Linked DNA regions of Mus musculus: region 1 is linked to region 2. Evidence: chromatin contacts called from public Hi-C data. All regions are on one chromosome and are shown on one strand. The core of a region is the stretch at or near the end of the contact, and the rest is flanking DNA. Distances in the headings are between cores, read along the strand shown. Region 1 overlaps Clvs1 (clavesin 1). Region 2 has its middle 23 kb from the start of Gm23423.

What was found. Hi-C and Micro-C count contacts between places; a contact is called where the count stands out from the background.
Region 1: a contact with region 2 is called in a Hi-C map of the N1E-115 cell line, with 6 times the contacts expected there. The contact joins two enhancer-like sites. A contact is called at or near these places in 2 of 484 Hi-C or Micro-C datasets (the N1E-115 cell line and nephron progenitors) and 1 of 115 datasets of contacts at active chromatin or transcription factors (cardiomyocytes).

What each region holds. Positions count from the first base shown.
Region 1 is chr4:9,442,201-9,447,491 of GRCm38.p6, forward strand. All of the region lies in intron 5 of Clvs1 (clavesin 1), which reads left to right. Among named protein-coding and RNA genes, the nearest start is that of Gm11816, 160 kb to the left of the region's middle. Within about 2 kb of position 2,396, at least 67 of the 459 cell types and tissues checked have an H3K27ac peak or open chromatin away from gene starts, as enhancers often do. A contact at or near this core is called in the N1E-115 cell line, where this site is marked.
Region 2 is chr4:9,230,505-9,235,645 of GRCm38.p6, forward strand. It overlaps a transcript of Clvs1 not described here. Among named protein-coding and RNA genes, the nearest start is that of Gm23423, 23 kb to the left of the region's middle. Within about 2 kb of position 3,862, at least 5 of the 459 cell types and tissues checked have an H3K27ac peak or open chromatin away from gene starts, as enhancers often do. A contact at or near this core is called in the N1E-115 cell line, where this site is marked.

The DNA.
Region 1 (5,291 bases), core at 1,146-3,645, 210 kb after region 2:
AAGAGAAGAGAAGAGAAGAGAAGAGTAGTGACAGCATCCTACCTGTTTCTCTCCTTCTCTCCCTGTCTGCAAAGGAGCCTTGTTCCCACAGGACCCTCAGTTTTGTTCAGCACCCTTTCCCAGCCAGAGCCTGCCCTCTGGCCTGGGTAGCAATTCTGTCTGTATTGGTCTTATCAGTGTTGATGCCTCCTCTGTCCCTTCTCATCGAAACTGTCACCTATGTACCTCCAGTCTCTCTCTCTCTTTCTTTTTAGTCTTCTCTGACTACCAGCCTCTGCCTTTATCTAAGAGTTCCTCCCCACCACCCATGGCATGCTCAGCCTCACCTCTCATGTAGTGTCAGGACTGCAGACCTCTGGTTCACAGTGATTTCTCAGTCCTCACATCTGCATTACACTGTCACATCCCCGAAGGCAGTCCTCCAGCCTCCTTGTCTCAACAAGCCATCACTGAATTGCTGTGTATTTATGGAGTTTACTACATTTCAAGTCACACTGCTATAGTTTGAACACTCTCCAAGGGCAGAGAATGCATGGCTCCCCACTATTAGGTGACCTCTCACATGATCTTAGCGTAGAAGGGGTTCTCGGGGTACCTTCATGAAGGGCAGGTGGGGGAGTAGAACAGAGATGGGAGAAAACAGCAAAGGAAGAGAACAGCAAAGGAAGGGACTGCATGAGAGTAAAGGCTGTTGTAGATACTCTACGAAGTGAGGAACAAAACACTGCTCAGAGTCTGCAGTGGAGTGGACCGTAACATAGCCTTTGTAATCAGTATTTGATTAGGATTTGAAATCATCTCTAAGATGTCATATGATTCCTCCTAGGTTCTGAAATTCCGTTAACAGCTTACATTTACAGCACCTATTTTGTTTTTAGAACAATCATTCATCTGTTCATTAAAATTTCTACTAAGTGCCAGCTCACAGAACAGGATAAAGGGCCATTAAGGGAATGGGACGTGGGTCCCAATCCTATGAGCTCAGAATAGCTGTGTGCCTGAGTAGCTATCAACCTGTGAGTTAGGTTTCCTCTGCCTGAGACGAACAGCAATTAGTTTCCTTATTACTAGGCTGTGTAGATTAAATGAAGGGTAAATATTAGAATTGGATGCTAAAGGCTGCCCTATAAGCAGCTTCAAGATGCTCCTGAACGTACAGAAATCTGTGGCCTGTGTAGAAGACAGAGTTGCTGGACAAGTCTTGCGGATGTACCAGGAGGTCGCATCAGGGCTCCCAACTCAGTCTCACAGAAAAATGTGCTTTGAAGAGGTTGGTCTTCCACTACCACGTAGGACTCCAAGGTTGTATATGTTGTATGTCCTCTGGCCTCCACATTCCCTATGTACATACACACACACACACACACACACACACACACACACACACAAGGAAAAAATCCATTTCATTTGTTTTTCCTCCACTTAAAGCCTTGATTCAATTTTCCATTGGCCCTGGACAAAGTCCAGCACACTTATTATTATGCCCCATTCGCTGTGTCTGAAGTCTCTGGAATACATACCCAGACATTCTTCTCCTTGTATACTGATCTGCAACTATTTAACTTAAAAGGGGAAAACCAGTAATTGACTGCATGTAAGACATTGCAGTTGTACAGGAAATCCTGTTTGTGTAGCGTTTAACATGATGAACCATGCCCATCACTGCCAGGACGTGGCCGTGGAACCAGCTTGGTCTTCCTAAGCACTGGGCATTTGATGCCATCTCCATCCTCGTTGTTGCCTGGGAAACTGTCCCAACTAAGCAATCTTTCTTGCTGTTTATTTACTTGTTTATATATTTATAAGCAGGGTCTCAGTTGATATGTAGCTGGGGCTGGGCTGAAATGTACTAAATAGTCCAGGCTAGCTCCAAAACCACAGTCTTCCTGCCTCAGCTGCTGAGTGCTGGAATTGTAGCTGTGCACCAGTATGCTAGGCTATACATTTATCAAGACCTCAGGGAGCAAAGTCTTTTGTTTTATTTTCTCCATTCCAAACAAAACGTTATCTCCTTTACCACATTTCAAATCCTTTGGCATTTCATTCTCCACTTTGTCCATCCAGCCATTCACCCTCCACCCGTTTTCCCACTCGTTCTTCAGGTCTATTCACTGGGCTTTCACTTAGCATCTGTTGCTGTCATGGCTGTGTGTCACCACCATGCCAGCCCTGAGTCTACCCGCCACACAGACAGTCGCCCACGCTGCAAGTTACATTCTGATGGATGGATGTGAGTATTCAGAGGCCTGATATTCACACTGAGCTAATAACACCAGACAAGTTCCATCAATGTACTCTCATTTGATTAAAAACCAGAGCTATGAAAGGGCTCTGTTACGCAGAGTACTAGCCATTCTTCTCCAAGCTGTCCCAGGGGTGGAATGAGTCACCAGCATTGATTGTCTCAGCTGTTGGCAGCCTCCACCATACCTCTGCCTCTTCAGAACATCACATCCCGGTCCTGCTGTGGTGACGTCACCGGGCTCACACCACTGATTCTGGAGGGAGGGAAAGGAGTGTGGACGGAGAGGCTGACTCCTGGCTCTCTGTGCTGGTCTAGTCCTACAGAAACCTGACTACTCAGAGGAGGCAGTGTGAACGCCTGCAGTCATTTTCTGCACTGTTATTTTAAGTTCTGATTTGATAGCTGATAAGAATGTCCACAAATATCTATGTGCTCAAAATCTACATGTCTTGTGCTTCTGTGGACCACCTCCCACATCTGAGCTCGCTTTCAAAGTGTGTTAGCAAAAGCACTATAAACGCTCAATGCTCACACCTCGGCGCTCACAAACCTACACCCCCACCCCCCGAATGTTGAATGACTGCAGAGATGAGGCTCTTTCAAACACAGAAATCCCTCTAGGCCTCACTTCTGCAGCATCTGCTATTCCCCATAATATAGGCATTATTTTTATCTCCAATTTACAAAGGAGAAGGCAGCGTTAACCTGAGGACATAAAGTTCGTGTTGGCATTCTAATCTAGCGGGGAGCCCCTTGGGGGGAACTTCTTCTGTACTTGAGGTTATTGGAGAAAAAAGCCATGAAGATTGCTTAGGATCCTTTAAAAATATGCAGTACGTGCATGTGTGTGTGTACACGTGTGTGTGTGTGTGTGTGTGTGTGTGTGTGTGTGTGTGTGTTGCATATGCACTTTTTTTGTATGGGTGAATGTTTACATGGTGTGCATATACATGTGTGCACATTTGTGTGTGGATCAGAGGATAACTTTAGACCTCATTTCTCAAGTGCTGTTTACCTTGATTGTTTTTTTTTTTTTTTTTTTTTTTTTTTGTTGTTGTTTAAACCGGTTTCTCCCACCGGCTTTGAGTAGACTACGCAGACTGGCAGGAAGTTCCCAAGGCTCTCCCCATCTCTCTTCTCCAACACTAGGATTGCAAGCATGTCTTTGTTTATTTATTTTTTTTAAATGTGAGTTCTGGGACTTCCAGTCTGGTCTTGATGTTTGTGCCTCAAGCACTTTACTGACTGAGCTATTTCCTCAGACCCAAATATATTTTCAGTTTATTCTTGGAGAATTTCAAACATGAATACAATGTGCTTTGGTCAAATCCACCTTCTACCTCCAGCAGAAATTTCTATTCCTGGAGGGAAGTGCTACAAGCCAAGGGGTCAGAGAGTTCTGAGTTCTTCCACAAAACTAACCCTCCTGTTAACTTGGAAAATTAAAATGACTTTTGTGGGGTTCTCCCCGATGAAATGCAGAGATTGATTCTCAAGAAACAAATGGTTAACACCTAACTCAAGGGAGAGCCTAGCCAAACCACCTCTGCAGTACCTTTTGGCCCTGGCATTGTGATTCCTGGTATGTACTCCATGTAAAGGACAGAGCAGTCAGGTCCTTATAGGGCTTCTCCATAGCTCAGATAGGCAATGGAGGACAACTAATAAGAACACAGACCAAGCAGAGAACAACAGGAAAGCATCCTCTGGGTATAAAGACTAGGTGAAACCTTGTAGGGATTGCCTTCTCCACCACTGAAATTACCCATCACCCTCTGCATGAGGTTAGATGGTATTCTGCATTAAAAAGAGGAGAAATACAGATGTTTATTTTAGCACGAGAACTTGGCTTCTCAGGAGTAGACAGAGCCACTAAACGGTCTTATCTACTGTGCTGAACTGAGCACAGCCTAAGCATGCTGACCAGAGGGAGACATTTTCATCAGTGAGCAATTGAATTGACTTTCAGAGGCAATCTTTATGTAGCTAACTTACTAAGGGCAAGATTCAAGAAGGATCCCAAAGAAATGGGATTTTCCCCCAGGAATCTCATCCTAGGAAGAGGGAAGGGTGCCCTGAGAGGGAGCATGTCTCCTGAAAAGAGATTTCAAACAATTCTAACAGTTGTCTGACAGGATGAGACTGAAATCCCAATAAGGATGGGTCAAGGGTACTTGAGAACACGCCTTGACCACTTGAGGGATTTGTGAATGCCTTTGTCTCTCTTCCCAGTGTGCTCACATTGAATAAATCTCATTCTAATCCTTTCTATTACAAAAACAAGAGTTTGCTATATACCTTTTCAGTGAATTTCAAATATTTCATGACATAGTGAGTCACTGACATCGAGTTTTAATATTAAATGTCTCTTGTGTGACTAGGTAAATAGAATTCTATCATGTCAAAAGTTAAGAAGCCATGTTCCCAATTAGGGGACATATAAACCTGGGGCAAGATGCTGCTTGCTTCCTTATTCTCAATATCTTGGAACAGGCCTGTTGTCACTTATCAGTCAACCAAGACACATTCTATTGGGTAAGACATTCCAGGTCATTGCTGTCAATGTATCTACTGAAAGAAATAACACAGGTCCCAATTGCATCTCAGGAGGGGAGAGTGAACAGTGTCCATCTGAATAAGAAGGGCAAATGAGACTATTGTGTGAGCAATAGATTTACCCTTCTGTCTTCCCTTCTTTCCATGTTCTCTTCTCAATCATCTGTCTTCCCTGCCTGGGCAATGGGGCATCTGCACAGGTCTACAACATTCTAGCTTGGATCTCTGTACCTGGATGACTTAACAATGAAGGTTTCTGCACATTTGCTCATAGAGATTGGTATAGAGCAAAGCTTCACAAACATCAATTAGCCTCAGTCATCAGGTTTGAAAATATTGAGAGCCACCTGATTTTCACTAATCATAATGTGAGATAGGAAAGTTTAAATATAAATCCAATAGTCATTAAAGTCAGAGGTAATAACTTGGACTGCCTAAATATTTTAAGATCTAAAAGAATGGAGACAAGTTGGATACATGAAGCAAGTTT
Region 2 (5,141 bases), core at 2,612-5,111:
CCATGGGTGTTTTGTTCCCAATTCTAAGAAGGGGCAAAGTGTCCACACTTTGTTCTTATGCTGGCCTTTTGGCATCTGGGTTTGTGGTGAGTAAAGGTATAGTTGCTGATTTTTTTGGTTTGTCTTTGTTGGGTGGGTGTTTTGTTCCTTGTTTTTTGTTTCTTCCCTGGATTAGGCTGTTTGTTGCTTGTTTTACTCACCTGTTCAGCTGGTGTGTTCAAGGGAATGCTTGCTGGTGCTGAGGTTGGGGAAACGAGAGGCCGGGGAAGATGGTCTCTTGCAGCACTAGGGGTGACCCTTAGAATTGGATCTTGCAGAACACAGAGAGGAGAAGGTCCATGGGCAGCCTTCCTGGTTATCTGGCAGGCTTGGCCTGTGGTTGAGCAGGGGTTGTCTGCCTGAGTTGGAGCCTGGGACATACAGATGAGGCAGAGAGGGAAGGCCAGGTTGGGATGGTCTGTGGGATCCGCAGAAGGTGTGGAGGGAGAGGGCTTGAAGCTGCAGTGATGTTCTATTGTAGCACTAGGGACAACCCTGAGAACTGTGTCTAGGGTCAAAGAGTGCTTGTGCCCTTATTTCTGTCACCTTCTTGTACATTCCTTGACATTAATTTGTAGTTATGCCTCCAGCTTCCAAAAATGTATACTTGACTCATTCTTTTTAAGAGCCCTATATGGTTTGTAATCTCCCTATTTCATCTGTCTGTCTGTCCATCTGTCTGTCTATCTATCTATCTATCTATCTATCTATCTATCTATCTATGTATCTAATGTCTATTTCAGTTTTTCAAGATAGGGTTTCTTGTGTAGCTCTTGCTGTCTTGGAACTCACTCTATAGACCATGCTGACCTCAAACTCAGAGATCTACCTGCTCTGCCTCCCAAGTGCTGGGATTAAAGGCGTGTTTAGTTTTAATTGCTTGTGTGATGAATTGGGAAATATATATTGGACTATGGGCTATTTATCAGTGGCTACTTCACTAAAAATAATCACTCCCCCTTTCCAGTAGCCGTTAATAGTACCTCCTTGATGGCCCAGAAGGACTGTAATTCCGAACTCACTGCACAATATTTGTACAAGATAAGGCCTATTAGCATTTCATCCTACATGGATGACAGACTCTTGAGACGCACCCTTCACTGAAGAACCATGAGGGAAAAAAATGCATGCTATCAGCACATAGAATCCTTCACACGTTTGAAGGGAGGGGCAATAGCAGAGTATTTCTGTGGCTGGGCTTTTGTGGGGGACAAATTTACCTGCAAGCCATGTTGATTTCTTGTCTTTCAGGAGGAGAGATTTCTGGACATTGGTACATTTAACTATCTTGCTATGAATGCTTTATGCTGTGGAAAATTTTTAATTCATATATTTTCTTTTCATTCTACCATCAGTATATATTTAATTTACCCTGAAGACCAAAGACCTGCTCAGCTTCTAAAGTTGGCGTTTCCAGTATATCAGATGATTGAGATCGGGCCCTGACATCATTATTTTTTTTTCTAAGATCAAAGTGTATGTATAAGAATGTTATGATGAAACCCAATACTATATGTATACAACGCATGGTATCAAAACCCACAAAAAGATTATGGGCCTTCATATTCATAATATTGCTATTTTTACTTTAGATTCTAGGTCATGGGCTTGTAAAATCTGTTAAACAATATGGTGCATGAAACACATCTGTGTCTGCTCTAAACTGCCCCTGCTTAGAGAACCAAAAGAAGATTTTTACTGGATTTTTCAGTAACTTTCAGATTTTTATATTCCATAAAGAGAGTGTCTGAATGTTGTATACTGTTAATGGCAATCTGCCTAGAGCCTGCAGGAGTGTCATGATTATGAAGATACCTTTAATAAAGCTACATGTAGTTTGGCTTAAGAAAATAACCCCAAATTGGCCTTACTCTAAGGATTCATATGCTTTCAAATCTAAATACCATCTTTGGCTTAACAATATGTAACCCAACTTTCTTTTACATATATTATGTACTATTGTTTTGAGAAAAGACTAGCTAACATATTTTCATTTTTAAAACTTTTTATTGACTCTTTGTGAATTTCACATCATGTACCCCAACCCTACTCATCTCCCTGCCCCTCACATCCAAACTCAACCCTTGCAAAATCCCATCCAAAAGAAAAAAACAAAAACCTTGATGTGGACACTGTAGTATGTTACAGTGTGTCCCACAGTATACTTGTTTGTCTATACTTCTTTGCTTACAAATGTCCACTGCAATGAGTCATTGGTTTGGTTCAAAGCCTATGGCTTCTGCTATACTATCAATACTGGAACTTCCCTGGACTCCTCTTGCATATCCTGTTGTTGCCCAGTGTTATGGAGATCCTGTAGTTCTGGATCTGTAGAACCAGCCCGTTCGTGTGCTCCAATCATTAATCAATGAGGTCGATGTTGGGGTGAGCCAACTCAAAGCCCTGGATCTGAGCCTGAGAGGTATCTGAGTTGTCTATGCCACCAGTGCTCCCACACTCACACCCTCAGGGTTGGCTCATCTGCAACTCTGCTACTAGAGTCAGCTCTATTGTTCCTGGGTAATATGCTGTTCTCCAGAGAACTACAGCTGGTAAGGGGTGAGATCAGCTCTCCCAGGATGCCCAGGGGAACAGTGGGGCCAGTTCTTCATAGCTATCAGACGTCAATATGGCCCCAGGCAGCAGCCCAGAGAAGGTACATCTGGCCTTTGGTGGTAATAGACCTTCACTGCTGCAGGGCCACGAACCCAGAACAGGCCAGGACTTCACCATGGTCTACTCACATCAGGCTGTTGCTTACTACCCTCGAGTCTCCAGTTCTACCTCTCCTCATTCTGCACACATCCTATTGTTTCTTTTTCTTTCATCTCTCCACCACTTGCTTGCTTATCTTAGTGGTGCCTGGGGTCTCTGGGTGTCTGGGATCATCTCAGAAGTGGTCTCAGGAGTGCACTGTCCAATTCATGCAGTGTGGCACCAGGCATGGGTCATCTCAGGCATGGTCTGCCAGCCCAGGCCTGCACAGCGATGGACTGGTGGTTGTCTCAGGCTAACTCCTTGTCCAGAGCCCATGGTGCTAGGCTTGTGATAGTCTTAGGCTCACTCCCCACAGCCCCAGGTTGGGGTTGTCTTGTTTAGGGCTCCCTCCTACTGAGGCCACATGGTCCTAGGCAGGAGTCCCATAGTTCCATTTTTAACATAGTAAAACACAGCAGACTCAAATTAATTTTTGAGTCTGAAGTCTGAAGTGACCTAGGACATTCCCTCTGCTGAGCAACTGCTCATGTTGTTACTCTCCAGAACTTTGCACCAGCCCACACTGAATGGGACCTGTGACACAGCGATTTTCTCTAGCTCCTCACAATAGACTCCATTCTGCTTTCTCTTTTGAGACAGGTTCTCACTATGCAGCCCTGGTTAGCCTGAAGACTAAGCTGGTCTTGAACTCACAGAGATCCACCTGCCTCTGACTTCTGAGTGCTGAGAGCCATTCTATTTTCTATCTCTATGAATGAGCCTGTTAGGCACTTTACATATGAAGGCATATGATATATTAAAATACTGTTTCAAAGCTAAGGACTCACACGGTATGAAACCACCAGAACGGGCTCTGTTCTGTTATTGACTGTGGTTTTTATGCATCCTGCTGATTAGATTTGAGAGGTGGTTTTAGCGAAGGAGGCAATTTTAGAAAATTTCAAATCAAATAAATCACTGCAGCCTTCTCATGTCACACAGAGCTCCTAAGTGGATTAAAGAAAGCAAGTTTCACTACCAGGCCTACTTATCTACTTACACACTGTTGTTATTGATTTCCTAATTGGAAATGTAGGTTTCTAAAGACCTTCAGGGTCTGACATCACATGGCTATGGGGTGATGGTCCTGATGCAGAGACGGTAACTTCCTTGCTGTTCAGCATGTTCTTTCCCCCCGAACCATCACCAAAATGCATTTGATTGATCCTAACACAGACATTCCAAACTGACCAAAACTGATTACTGCTGCACTATTTGATTTAAACAGAATGCATGTTGTGGGGCTAATTCCAACAAATGCATTAGCAGTGACACTTTCATTTACTGTCACTGTGCTAATTGAGCGGAGAGACATTTCCTTTGCTGCTGTGTGCTACACTTTGCAGCGGACAAATATTGATAAAACATCTCTCGTAGTTCTCTCACCCATTAAGTTGATGTTAGGCATGTCTTCAAGGCCTGTAAATTTGATATTTATTCCACAAAGCCCCACAGTTAAGATCTTGATGTTTAAGATTTTATGAGCTTTAAATAATGTCCTAACTCCAGACCATAAATACTTAAATTATTTGTGACTTGTATATACATGAAAAAGGTGGCAAAAATCATTTAGAAGCTTTCATTTCTCTGTCTTCTGAGTAAATCAGCTTTGGAAATAGAAATTTTCCTGTCTGATGGCAAAGTTGGTTGTGGTTTGCTTACCTTAGGGCTCAGGCTTCAAGACCATCAAGATTTCTACCCGTGTCCTAAGGAGATCATAGAACATTGAGTGTATTCTATCAAATTAAAGGGATAAAAGCTGGGTGAAAGAGGAGTGACAAAGGGTAGGAAGAGAAAAATTCTGAGTCAATGAGGCAAAAGGATAACCTAGGCTACAGTATTCTGGTTACAAATCAGCACATCTACTTAGATCTGCAGTTGAGAAGTCAAACGTGACAGCTCGCCCGCCATGCACTGCTCACTCCTGCACTGCTCACTCCAGAGTCACTAGGTACATTTGATTGTATGTCTCCTTCCTACATCAGCAGGGCCCAGGTCTGCATGGCTGTTTAGTGCATATGTATTTATGGTTATTAGCATTAGTGGTGATGATGATCCAGGTAATAAGACACCACAAAAGTCAGGAAAAGAGGGCAGGTCAAGACAAAAGGAAGATATGGGTCAGGACCTGGGGCAGAGTGAGAGCAGACACTGGGAGGAGCTTCCCTCATCCTGAGCATTCTTCTCCAGCCTCACCTCAGTATTGGCAATGCTCAGGACTTTCACTGTTTTAAGTTGGGAATGTATCTCATTTTAACTTCAAAACCCTTAATTCACAATGAACTCAATAGGGACTTCGGAGAAAGATTTTCACCACTTTCTTGATAAGTCAAATGCATAAAAAT